Linked DNA regions of Mus musculus: regions 2 and 3 are each linked to region 1. A link is a contact called in public HiChIP or PLAC-seq and promoter capture Hi-C data. All regions are on one chromosome and are shown on one strand. The core of a region is the stretch at or near the end of the contact, and the rest is flanking DNA. Distances in the headings are between cores, read along the strand shown. Region 1 holds the start of Lipt2 (lipoyl(octanoyl) transferase 2 (putative)). Region 2 holds the start of Chrdl2 (chordin-like 2). Region 3 overlaps Rnf169 (ring finger protein 169).

Region 1 (4,638 bases), core at 1,034-3,533:
AGAGTAAATGTATCCAACTATATTTCTAACATAGCATTCTCATGACAGACAGTAGATGCATTGATGATTTTAAATTTTTTAGAGTGTCTAACACATGACAAATATTATCTAAGTGGTAACTATTATCTGTGCTCTAGAGCCATGGGACTGGCAAGGGGCAGGTAATGAGTCTAATCCAGGATAACCGAGGTAGATTAGAGTCAGCAGAGGTTCAGATGTAGTGTTGAGGGAAATAAGAGGGGGGCAGGGTGGGGAGGGAGACTCTAGGCTGAGCCTGGCGGGTGTAGATTGGATTCAGCATGCTACGAGTAAACACCTTTTACAACAATGACCTCCTTAGGTCCTGAAAATTTGGGATCATTTTAGGGGCTTGGAGGCTGCCACATGGCCTTGGTGAAGGGTCTCAGTTCAATGACACCCACAACAAATGATTTAAACGGTTGTTCTTTCATTCTGCAAATATCTACTAAGGCCCTATAGGTGTCAGACACTAGTTAGAGGAGATGAGGACCCAAGAATCAAACTGTGTATCACCTACCCCATAGGAGTGCAAACACACAGTGACGGAACAGAAGATGTACCCAGATCCCTGGCTTTCCTCCTTATTCTGCTTCACACCAGGACAAGTATTCAGCAGGAACACTGAGTTCATCTTGTGCAGGAACCAAATCGCTGCAGTTACTTTCCCCACCCTACACGGAATTATTAATAAGATTTAGGTGCTCTGGAACAGGGTTTCCCAATGTCTCTTCTTCTCCCAGAGCCTGGAGCTATCTCAATGTTTATTTTTTAAACCACATCCCCATGTTGATGACTCACAATAACTTTTGTCATCCGCTCTGAAACCTGCTATTATATATGTTTGCCCATGCCAGTCTGTCCGCCTTATTAATTCTTGGCATTGAGCCTCACTCTGGTTGGTATTCTGTTCTTCCTCTTTCTGCTTCCTGGCCCACCCACACTCAGTGTTACTGGAGCTATTAACAGTCAAAGTCCATCCCAGCACGTAGGAGGCAGAGGCAGGAGGATCTTCTGTGATGGAGGAGGGAGGGGAGAACCTGCATGGCAGAGGTGGAGGGGTTCAGAGAGTGAGAAAGTCCACAGTGCAACGATGTAGGCTCAGGCTTTAGGCCGATATCTGAAAAGGAAATAAAGAAAAGGGGAAAAAATTAGTGGTCAGTGCAGATCTGAGATTATGTCCCAGGTTAGAATACCACACCAGAGACACACAGTGTGGTTAGAAACAGGGGCTGGTTATTAAAAAAAGAAAAACACTCCCAAGAATGGGCGTGAGCTAGTGGGCTAAGTAAAAGCCTTGGGGACTGAGGGCTCAGGACCCTTTATAAGACTTTGATAAGACATCTACCTCTCCAAATTGTAGTTCTGGGGACTTTTCTGGCACATTCTCTGTTGTATAAAGCTCAGGTCAGGAAGGGTTTCTGGGCCAATTAATCACAATTAATCTTGATATTCTGGCTTCCCGTCCCCTGTCCTTCCCTCGGCTTCTGGGACTGGGTTGTATGATGACTCAAGCTGGAGCTCCCTTCAGAGATCAGGGCTTCATAATGGAAGCAACTCCTACAAAGGTAACGGTGCCTTCCCAGGAGTAGCTTGTTTTTGTGACCCATCTATGTAGGATGTCCCATTTGCTTTAATCTAGAATAATTCTAATGGGTCAGGCCAGACTCGGAGCATTCCTGGGGGATAGCTAAGGAAAGAATCTAATGCAACTATTTCTCTGCTCAACTACAGCTTCTGCCTAATCCTGTTTCTTTCAAGTCTTATATATCTTGAAGTACCTGCTACGTCCCACACCGATCCACAATAAACCTCTTTGCACACTAGTCTCCCTTTCAGTTTTCGAGGAACTCAACATATTACTGAATTCTGTTTTTCTTTCCATCATTGAGGAAAATACGTAATAAATAAATTAATTAAATTAAAAAAAAGAATTTACATGGTGAAACAGAAAGACAATTTCTGAATATTGTCAAAAAAAAAAACTTTAATATTAGCTTGTCAGCTGTGAACACCTAAGCTTCCAGGGTTGGATCTTCGTTTCTCAAATACTCTACACTGCACGGTCCAAGTTCCTGCAGAACACAGAACATACTAAAAAATGATTATTGGAATGAATGGGTGGTTAAGACCAATCCTGCCTGGACTTCGGGTCACACAGGTAGGCGGGAACTGAAGCTCCACTCGGGCTGAAGCTCAGGGGCGTGGCCCAGAGTCCCCGCCCCGAGACCCGCCAGAAGGCGTGGCCCACGCACGCCGCCTCCCGCGCGATGTCGCTGCCTGTGGTCCGGCTCGTTTGGCTTGGTCGGGTGCACTACTCGGAGCTGCTGGCGTTGCAGGAGCATTGGCTACGGCGGCTACAGGCAGACCCTCGCCCTGGGACCCTGTCGGGGACCAAAGCGGGTGTGCTCTTGGTCTGCGAGCCAGCGGGGCCCGTATACACGGGCGGGCTACGCGGTGGCCTGACACCCGAGGAGACTACGCGGCTGAGGGCCTTGGGCGCCGAGGTGCGCGCCACCGGCCGCGGCGGCCTGGCCACTTTCCACGGCCCGGGCCAGTTGCTCTGCCACCCGGTGCTTGACTTGCGGCTCCTAGGCCTGCGCCTGCGCACCCACGTGGCGGCGCTGGAGGCGTGCGCCGTGCGACTGTGCGAACTTCGGGGCCTGCAGGGCGCCCGCGCGCGGCCGCCGCCCTACACTGGCGTCTGGCTGGGGGAGCGCAAGATCTGCGCGATCGGTGAGCGCGCCGGGGCGGGACCGGGGCGGAGCCTGGGCAGGGCTAACATCGGGGAGCGCTGGGCTGGACATGAACTCTGGGCATGAGCCACTGACCTCCCTCATGGAGCTGAGACAAAAGAGTCCTCTAGTTCAGTATGAATTGCCAGGTTTCTTCCTGTGACTCATAACGGGAGACAGGATGCCAAAATTTAAAACTTCCAATGCAAACGCAATTCTTGTGTTAAACGAATCTCGAAAATAAGGGCAGCTGATGTGTAACCACAGCCCCCACCGCCATTGACTTAGCCCCCAGATCCAGTCAGTGTTCCATCCAAGTTTCAAGGGATTGTGCCCAGGCCTCCTTACCTTTCAGCCCCAGAGGGATCCTGAGGCTCCCAAAGAAGGGAAGTATAACTATGCTAAGATATTTTGGCTTGTCTTGCAGGAGTCCGCTGTGGAAGACACATCACGTCCCACGGCTTGGCTCTGAACTGTTCAACCGACCTCACATGGTTTGAGCACATTGTGCCTTGTGGACTGGTTGGAACTGGAGTCACTTCCCTGAGTGAGGCGCTTCAAAGACTTGTCACTGTGGATGAAGTAATGCCATCATTCCTTGTGGCATTCAAGGAGACTTTCAAGTGCACGTTAATCTCTGAGGACAGCCCCAGCTGAAGGACATTCATTCACCTTATCCTTGGGATGATGGTTCTACAATAGAAAGCTTCTAGTCTGACTGAGTCCCCAGAACTACTCTGATTCACTGACCATGACAGGCCCTGAGCAATTGCTAGTCTGACTGAGTCCCCAGAACTACTCTGATTCACTGACCATGACAGGCCCTGAGCAATTGCTCCCTGTATCTCCTCACCTACCTCAGACGACATTATGAAAATACTATGAAAAGTCACAGGCTACCTAAAGCATCCCCATGACCATTAACACCTGTTAATGGAGACACTCCAGTGTTATTATCAACTGCCATTTCCTAATTACTTGCTACTTTTTCAGTGCTAACAGCAATTGTATCAGTTGTATCTAACAGCAGTTTTGACTCTTAGGTTTTTTGAGTTCTGTGGGAACCAAATCTCTGTGAGGCCCAGGGAAGTGATAAAGTTACTCTTCTCAGGAGACCTGGGTCTTTCTTCAGTAAAGGAGAAAGCCTCTTCAAAAAAATAAAATAAAATAGTTTTGCCTTTCTGGGTTGAATGTCTCAAGTTTGATAATTTACCTATTTTTGCTTGAGGTCAACAGAGATGGGTTAGAGGCTTCATAAAGACAAGGTACTCCCTCCATGCATACAAAGACTAGAGAGGAAAGATTTTCCTAAGTGGGATTCCTAGATCTGTGTGCATGTCAGGCCTGCTAAGAAGCAGAAAATCTGTGATTCAAGACAGCCAAGGAACACATTACCTCAATTCTCATTGATTGGGAATTTGGAAGAAATGGACTTGGGTTGGTTGGAGTCTTACCAGAGCTTCCATTTAAAGGTCAGTTGTCATTGGAAGGCTTAACTATGCTGGAGTTCACTTTCCAAGATGGCTCACTCCATTGTGATTGCTTGGTTGCTTCTAGTTGTCGATGAAAAGCCTCAGTTCCTCACCATGCAGACTCATTAAAAAGGCTTTAATGGTTCTAAGACATTCGCCTCAATTCATTTAAAAAGGCTTTTTGAAGCAGTATGACATTAGTATTTCATAGTTTTACTGTCTTCACTGAGTCAGTGCATGCCTTATACTTTCAAGAAGCCTCACTTGACTACCCACCCCCTATCTAAGCCCGTGCCTGAAACCATGTCTGCCTTCATTTACTTGAGTTTTGACAATGGTCTCAGCCCAGGCTGACCTAGAACGTGCTATGTAGCCAAGGATGACCTTGAACTCCCCATCCTGTGTGAGCACTG
Region 2 (4,205 bases), core at 7-2,506, 150 kb before region 1:
CAAGCTGTGGATGGCGCCAGCACCTTGAGTCTGCCCTCTCATTGCAGAGCCTGTGTGCTCTGGGGTGGACAGAGCTTGTTCTTTTCTTAGGGTCCTATTAGTTCAGGAGCTCACCTAACATGAGGTCTGGAGCAACAGCCTGCCCAGGCTGCTGGGGTTCTGGATCAGCGTGCTCACCTTCTGGTGAAAGGACAAAGCTCTGACCCTGGCTGTCACTGGCGCATGCAGAGCAGTGGGGCCTCGCCTGTAGAAAGAGTTCATCCTGGGCTGCTTGGTAAGTGGTAGCAGCAGTGACTCCATAGCAAAGCTACCTCTCATCTGGGGATGATGCCTAGGACCACCACCTGCCAATGGGAGATTCCAGGTACCTGAAATGGCTTTCCTCCAAAGTTGAAGTGCTTTGATGTTCCAAATCTTATTTAATCCTTTGCGACATTTGCAGGACGATATTGAAGACTTTTAAAGTAACTCAAATCATTATCTTAGTGCTGGAGAGAAAACCTTTCTCCTAGGCGCTATGTGCAAGCACACAGACTGTGTTCAAAATGGCAAGTGTCTCTGCACTCCCCCACCAAATACCCAATCCTGAGATTCCCAGACCCGTACTATGACCTTCCCCACTCAGTTTCATCTGAAATCTAACTGGGTTGGTTCCCCTTGCAGGCTGCGTACCGCGGGGAGCCAGGGGTTAAAACCCGGGGCGTCTGTGGCCCCCTTCCCCCTCCCCAGCCCCCTCGTCTCCACTCGGCGCCTTGCCTGGAGCGAAGGTTCCCAGCCCTGCACTAAAGGGGAGGGGGAGAAATGGGCTTGTTTCTCGTGGCCAATCCACGAGCTCGCGGTGCCTCAGAGGAGGCGCCAGCATTAGGGCGGCCCAGGGCTGCAGGCTTCCCGCGGCAAAGTACAAATGCGCCCGAGCGCGGCGTCTGGCGCCCGAGGCGTGCACAGCGGCAGCGCTCAACCTCCCCCGCGCCGCCACCGAGGGTCTTGTCGCCCCACCGCGCCCCAGACCCGCGCCGGACCCCGCGCCGCCGCGCCGCCGCCAGCCAGCGCCACAGGGACACTGCACCCCGGTGACCGCACCCCGCAGATCCCGGTTCTCTAGCTAGCACCTTCTCCCTCTCTGCCATAGCCTTTTTCTTCATTTCCCCAACTAATTTCTCTCTCTCTCTCTCTCTCTCTCTCTCTCTCTCTCTCTCTCTCTCTCTCTCTCTCTCTCTCTCTCTCTCTCTTCTCCTCGTCCCCTCCCCACCGTCCTCTCATCCTCACCTTAGACCTCTCCTGTCCTTGGCTCCTCTTCATCTTTGCTTTTCCGACTCCTCAAGCAGCGGTCCTACTTGGTCCTCTGAGGACTTACTTGTGTCCTTATCTCACTTTCTCCCGGCTCATCCCGGGGTTGTCTGACCTTGGGACAAGGAAGGATGGTTCCCGGGGTGAGGATCATCCCCTCTTTGCTGGGACTCGTGATGTTCTGGCTCCCGTTGGACTCGCAAGCACTATCCCGTAAGTAGAAACCAGGCAAAGTCTGGGCAGGCAGGGGAGGGATGCGAACCAGTGGGATGTACTTTGCTGGAAGATGTTAGTTAGGACCTGGGGACCCCTTAACGCTTGCATTTATCCAGGCAGCACCTGCATAGCAGGGGTAGATGTTGCTCCATGACCAGTGTGGGCTGGTGAGTCTTGGGGGGAGAAAAGTTTGGCAGAGTTTCTTTCTGGGGTGCTGCTGGGGGAAGAGCAGTGTGCATTGTGGGAAGGGACTTTACTCCCAGCAGCCTGATGTGTTGAGTGTGAAAGACGGAAAGGCTGATGAGCTCCTGGGCTGAAAGATGAACAAAGTGGAGTCCATTATCGCTTTTGATACTCACAACACTCCATGAGGTGTCATCATTACATTTAATTGATGAGTAAAATCGGCAGGGCAAAGAGAAGAAAGTTTCCGAAGCTGGTAAGCTATCCAAAGCCAAGAGTCTAATTCCAAATCCTGCCTTTACAGCGTCTGGGAGACACCCCGATGTGGGGCTGTGAGACTGGAAGGCATCGGGGCGTGGTGAAAAAAGATGAGGTTCTTCATCTTCCCAGCCTCACTGTGTGCCAGCTGATGGGTCAGACACGGAGGGCACCTCACCATCTCTTTTCTAATCTATAAAATAGGAGCCTCTTAAAGCCGTTAAATGTATTAAATGACAGGGAGCAGGCAGAGCAGCTTGTATAGAGATGCTACAAGGTGGCCTCATCAAAGTGTATCAGCTGCCTAAGCCCCCAGAGTTTCCACTTCAAACAGTAGGTTATGCAGGACCACAGCCTCTGTTTCCTAACTGCCCCTCCTTATGCTGGTGACTCCTTCTGAACCTCCCCAATAAAGAAACAGAGCCCAACAAGGACAGTAGTTTGCTCCAGGCCACCAAACTTGAAGACCCAGGTCCCCACCCCCTAGCTGACAACCTTTTCCAGGCTTGGCTCCACCTGCCAGCTCTGCTTCTGACTGGCTACTGGCTTTGTGGAGCTAGTGAGGCTAGATTCTGTCCTGCTTCTGGGAATGGAAATGTTGCATGTCTGTCTGACGTCCCCTAGCCTGTCAGTGGCATGAGAATTATGGACACCCTCATGTCTCATAAGACAACACAGAGAGCTCAGACTTGGCTTCAATTCCTGACTGCCTCTTACACCTGAGTCATTTTTCAAACTTCTGTGAACTTCAGTTTCTTCATCGGCAAACAAGAGCTACTAACCAAGGTCTAAGGATGTGGGGGAGGACTAAAGGGAGTGATGCTTTCAGATGCATACTGTCAAATATTCAGTAAATACCCCCTCCTTCCTTAAGCCCTGAGAGTTTCCTCCTAGCCTGCCTGCTGTCCACTGAAGGAGACTTAGTCTCAGAGGACTGCCATGCCTGCCCTGGACTTGACCCTGGCCCTGCAGCTTCCTTTCCAATACCATTGCCCTGGGTGAACCACTCTGATGATGGCTCAGAAGTACTCAAAGCCCCCGTCTGCCCACCATGACCACCTTCAACAATTCAGACACCTCTTCCAGAAAATTCTACCTGGTGACCAGCTCCCTTTCTGACCTCCCCTCCTCTGTGCCTCCAAGAGCCTTCCTGTCTGTTTCTGTCACTAGGTTCTTCAGTTGGCTACCTCCCCCATAAATACAGAACCCCAGACACTCAAGAAAATGACTATCACTAAAGCGAGGTGGCCTGGCATTCTGGGAGGAGCATTAAGATCCTGGTGGTGTCATGGCTGAAAGAGCTTTCTCTTCTGTGTCTACTATCGGATTATCTCCTTTCACAGTTCATCTGAAGGAGGGTCTGCTACAAGGCCACAAAGGAAGGAACAGAGACCTAGATCCTAACCCAGGTCCCGTCATTTGTTGGCCGTGGGAATTGGGACACATCCCGTATCTCTGAACCTAATGATGATTGGTGCTGTAGGTCTAAGAATTTTGCAAGTCTCCTGCTGGTATCCTATTTTAAGGTCTTGCATGAAAGCTCTTGTCTTAGGGTAAGAGAGATCTCAAGCCTGTGGTGTGTAAGAAGTCCCCTGGTGACATCCAAAGTGCTTTTACAAATGGTGCCAACAGATGGGTGTTCTTAGGTCCAAGCCAGCCACACCGTTAAGTATGTCTAGGGCAAGTGAGCCGGGGTTTTGGCATACTCCTTACCTGAAGTCCAAGGATGCTCGGTCGGCAAAGGTTATTTATTCTCTCTGGCTCTACTTCCACCTGCAGATCCATACTGAGTCCAAGCTAAGCCACACTGAGCCCTAACTGTCTGACACTCACCACTGACTGATCCCCAGTTCCACCTGAGGCTGGAGGCTCTGGCCTCATTTCTGACTGGTGCTGATCCCAGTTCCAGGTGGAGTCACATCTGTGTGGTTCCACCCTGGTCATGCATCCCCTCTGTGACCCAGAAGTGGCCACATTCCCAACTCATCTCCAGGACCTTCTCTGGTACTTGCTCCTCTCTGCACCGTGTCCTTACAAACTGCCTAACAAGCTTCATGAGTCTCTTCTCTTATCTAATGTTACTTCCAAGAAAGGGTCAGTCTCTAAGTCAGACATCAACCCTCAAGGGTGTGTGTGTTATGGGAACTGGAGCTTCAGTTCTCAGGTGGTAGAATCTCAGAGCCCAGTAGCAGGCCTGAACAAGAACGTAGTTCCTACAGGATGGTGTGGTTCCAAAGGCACAGGCACCATTGGAGCATCAG
Region 3 (4,112 bases), core at 103-2,602, 190 kb before region 1:
GTGTTTGGTGAGTTATTTACCACCATTCAAATACATGGCTAAATTAATATCTACCACAAAATGTTTAACTAGAGAGTGTTGCACTCTCTTCAAACATAAGGGATAATTGTCTCTAACTACCAGAGCTGGTTCCACACCACTTATATTTCAATACAGTGTAAGAGTCAGTCACGGGGCACAGTCTCTGCCACCTCCGCAGTTTTACATCACCTCACTCCTTCCTTACAGTTTATGGCTCCTGGCTAAACCACATTCTGTCCCACATCTATGCCTGAAATGCTCTCAACCGTCCACCCTTACCAGGTTAAAATAAACCATCCTTTAATAGGAGCCAAATATAGGATATGCCAGGCCCATGCCTAACTCACTCATCATAATGTCTCTGTAATGCGCCTTTATCACCATTTTCCAAAGAAGGAAACTGAGGTACAGAGAGTATAATTTGCCTGTGTCCCAGTAGTGTATGAAAAACATGATTGAAACCCTGGAAATCAGATTCTGTGCTCTCACATACTAAAATACACACACACACACACACACACACACACACACACCTCTAACAGACAAAGGACATAGGAAATTATTATAGCCCACGACCTAGGGTAAAATCAAACACTACTGCCTTGCTCAGCCATCAGCAAAAAGGCTCCCTCCTGCAGCAAATGGGCCAAACACAGAGACCATGACCAGACATTATGCAGAGAATAAGAGAGCCTGGAATACTCAGCCCTAAACAGCAAGGCTCCATCAAATCCCTCCCTCAGGGCTCAGGGAACCCTAAGAAGAAGAGACAGAAGGAAGGAATGTAAGAGCCAGAGGGGGTGGAGGACACCAAGAAAGCAATGCCATCCAAATCAGCATGATTAATACACACCTACCTCACAGCAGCTCTGGATGACATCATCTCCCTGCTGAGGCTCGCCATGTTCCCTAACAGCAGTCAGAATGAACGTAAATCACCCCACAACCTAAAGAGAACATGAACAGACTCCAAACTGCCTGCAGTTTCCAGACTGTAAACTTGACTCTGCCCTTGTGCACACCCCACAGGGGTCCAACGAAGATCCCAGCATTCATCAGGCCTGTCTTCCTCAGGAGCTCCCGGGCATTTTCTTCCTCTACCCTGAAGGAACGCTAAGGCCGCCTGTTTCTCCAAGGCTTCTGTGAGGCTCCCCAGCCTTTTTACCCTACCCACTTTAACCAGCAGATGCTCCAAGGGTCAGGAGGTGGGGCCATGCTCCTCCTTACTAGGGTCCTGGCCTCTCGAGTCTGGCTGCCTGGCGCCCTGAGCTACACTTTTCTATCTCCTCAGGCCCACGAGGAGAGCACAGCTGACTCTCTGCTTCTCACTAGCTGCTTCCTCCCCTCACCAAGAATCCAAATCTGAAGCTCTGGCTGCCTTGGCAACCTTACAGTGCTCTCATGTGGATTTTCTTTTTCTTTTTTTTTTTTTAAATAAGGCTCTTCTAGTTATTCTCAGCAGGAGTCTTTGTCTGCTACAATCTGTTCCACTGTACCCAGAAGAATTTAAAATCCACATACTTCATAAGCACTGTAAGTAAAACACAATTTCATGATAAAAGCACAAATGAGACCCAACTATTTTTTTCAAATTATGAGATGAAGTAATTATATGGCAAATGCAGACACAGGAATAAATCTGAAGGGAAAAGAAAGGACCAACAGGCGCTAACATAATCAAAAGGGCCAGGCTCCCTGCAAGGGGTTAGTTATGGCAGGGATCAAGAAAACATTCTAGCAAAGCCAAGAAAGCCACTCGTAAACTGTGTGAGTGCACTGTGAACTAGAGCGGAACATAGGATGCATGCGCTAGACAGCAAGGGAAGACGATGCTGAGTGGAGAAGGCTGGAAATGGCTGCTGAGGAGGCCTAAAGGCGGGACTAGACCCCGGGGGTTAGACACAAAACAATGTATCTCTGCATCTAAAGTGCAAAGTGACATGACATGCCTCTGAGAGTGGCAGGGGTGGGAGGGATGAAGTTGGAGCAATGATTACTGAGTGACTGTCACAACAGAGACATAGGCCCTGGGAATACACAAGGAAGGTCAGACAGACTTGCAAAAGCAGAAATAGAAATAGTCAAGCAAATAAGACTTCCATGCTGAGTCTAAAAACAACCCCCAAGACGCCATTTTCTTGTTAGGCAACCTGTGATGGACCATCAGTAAAGTCTATGATTAAAGAGCCACAGGATCAGATGTAGGCACAGGGCTCAGAAGCAGCCACAGTGAAGGGCTTGGGCCTCAGAGCTCTTATCCTCAGGTGTCCACAGCAACACAGCCACCACCACCATGGAAAAACAGCTTTCGATTTCTGCTGCCATGTGAGGCAAAATATCATTCACAATTGTGGATTTGAATATAATTGACCCCCATAGGCTCACAGGGAGTAGCACTATTAGAGGTGTGACCTTGTTGGGGGAAGTGTGTCACTGGGGGTGGGCGATGAGGTTTCAAATGCTCAAGCCAGGTCCTCCTCCCCACCCCACCCCCCACGCTGATCTGGATGTAGAACTCTCAGCTGCCTCTCCAGCACCAGGTTTGCCTGCATGCCACCATGCCCCCTGCCATGATGATAATGGACTAAACTTAAGAATGTATGCCAGACCCAATTAAATGTTTTCCTTTATAATAGCAATAGGACATTGACTAAGACAACAACCATTAGCAAAATGATTCCTAAGTTAGAAACAGTCCGGGATCCAGAACCAAACCGACTTGCATTCAATTGTACCCTCTCCTAGATTTACCTCCAGTATTCATCCTTGCTAATTTGATTCTTTAACCATAAAATGGCTCTGTCTTAACAGTTCATCTCATCTCATCTTCCAGCATTACTGAAAACAGTGTATGTGCACACCCAATGGCAGGCTCCCTGTTTCTCAAACTCTTTGTCTCCCATATATCCTCAACACTGTTTCCACAGCCTCAACATTTAGTTCTGTATAAAGCGACATGACACTATCATCCTCCTAACGAGTAAGTTTTGGTAGCTTTTAACCCCCTCTAACACATATGCAACAGGACCCCAACCCTACCACTCGAGCTATATCCTCTACCCTTCCTGTAAGTCGGTCCCTAGCTCTCACCCACGCCACTATTCCTAACTTGATTTACACTGTGACTTCACACTTGTTTCTCTCCTTCACTGTGTGATGATTCTCTACCCATACCTCAAACCCTTTCTCTGCCTTCTCTTTTCCAAAGCTTTCCTACTAACCCAGAGAGAAATACATTACCAACCCGGCTGAGAGCAGTCTATAAACGCACTAGCATGTATCATACTTGCTACAGAGGCTTGGATCTGCCTCACTACCTAGGGATGCGATAGAGAGAGGATCTCCTGACATATATCCAAATGTGGTAGTTTTAACATAATTGGCTCCCACAGACCAAAAGGGAGTGGCACCAACTGGGAGGGAGGTATGGCCTTGTTGAAATATGTGAGACCTTGCTGGAAGAAGTGTGTTACTGTGGGGGCGAGCTTTGAGGTCTTATATGCACAAGGTACACCCAGTGTGGCACATAGTCTCTTGATGCCTTTGGATCTCTCCAGTCCTTCTCCAGCACCATGTCTGCCTGTATATTGCCATGCTTCCCACCATATTAATAATGGACTGAACCTCTGAACCTGTAAGCCAGTCCCAATTAAATGTTTTCCTTTATAAGACTTGCTGAGGTCATGGTGTCTCTTCACAGCAGTAGAAACCTTAGCTAAGACACCAACTGTCATTCAGTGCCTTCGAAAGCGTTGGTTGAATATCTAATGAGAATATAAACTTCCACATTCAGTTTTCTCTACTCAAAGTCTCTGGCACCAGCAAGTTCTCCCCTCCACCATAACACAGAAGCCTAACACATCTGTTGGTGACTTGACTCACCTCTCTTACAAGGAAAGCTTAAGTTCTTATCCCCACAGGCACTGGTTTCTCTGCTCCCTTTCAACAGACTTAGACTATCTGTTTCTGCAATCTTGTTTTTAGTTCTCAATTCAGGCCATTCTATGGGTTCTTTGGTTGCTGTGGTTGATGTTGTTTCTGTGGTTGATTTCATTCAACTACTGTACCAAATGCTTTAAAAAGTGCCCAAG

Evidence for each region. HiChIP or PLAC-seq counts read pairs in DNA pulled down with a chosen protein or histone mark. Capture Hi-C pulls out chosen DNA fragments and counts their contacts.
Region 2: a contact with region 1 is called in a promoter capture Hi-C map of adipose tissue. The contact joins the promoter of Chrdl2 here to the promoter of Lipt2 in region 1. A contact is called at or near these places in 14 of 39 promoter capture datasets (the 3T3-L1 cell line, 3T3-L1-derived adipocytes, the SN4741 cell line and 8 more), 3 of 484 Hi-C or Micro-C datasets (liver, muscle stem cells and pancreatic cancer cells), 4 of 115 datasets of contacts at active chromatin or transcription factors (bone marrow-derived macrophages, embryonic stem cells, microglia and 1 more) and 1 of 9 other capture datasets (adipose tissue).
Region 3: an H3K27ac HiChIP or PLAC-seq map of microglia shows a contact between it and region 1, with 4 times the contacts expected there. The contact joins the enhancer-like site here to the promoter of Lipt2 in region 1. A contact is called at or near these places in 2 of 115 datasets of contacts at active chromatin or transcription factors (microglia and pancreatic cancer cells) and 1 of 9 other capture datasets (adipose tissue).

The regions. Positions count from the first base shown.
Region 1 is chr7:100,156,994-100,161,631 of GRCm38.p6, forward strand. Lipt2 (lipoyl(octanoyl) transferase 2 (putative)) reads left to right here and starts at 2,284. Exons shown (of 2, transcript NM_026010.2): 1 at 2,284-2,754; 2 at 3,181-3,938. The coding sequence starts at 2,289. The coding sequence ends at 3,410. It overlaps Gm51452 (a long non-coding RNA gene), which reads right to left and starts at 3,183. Exons shown (of 2, transcript XR_003946658.1): 1 at 3,102-3,183; 2 at 1-1,138.
Region 2 is chr7:100,005,148-100,009,352 of GRCm38.p6, forward strand. It overlaps Chrdl2 (chordin-like 2), which reads left to right and starts at 1,257. Exons shown (of 11, transcript NM_133709.3): 1 at 1,257-1,500. The coding sequence starts at 1,419.
Region 3 is chr7:99,964,364-99,968,475 of GRCm38.p6, forward strand. All of the region lies in intron 1 of Rnf169 (ring finger protein 169), which reads right to left. Among named protein-coding and RNA genes, the nearest start is that of Rnf169, 14 kb to the right of the region's middle. Within about 2 kb of position 1,353, at least 110 of the 459 cell types and tissues checked have an H3K27ac peak or open chromatin away from gene starts, as enhancers often do. A contact at or near this core is called in microglia, where this site is marked.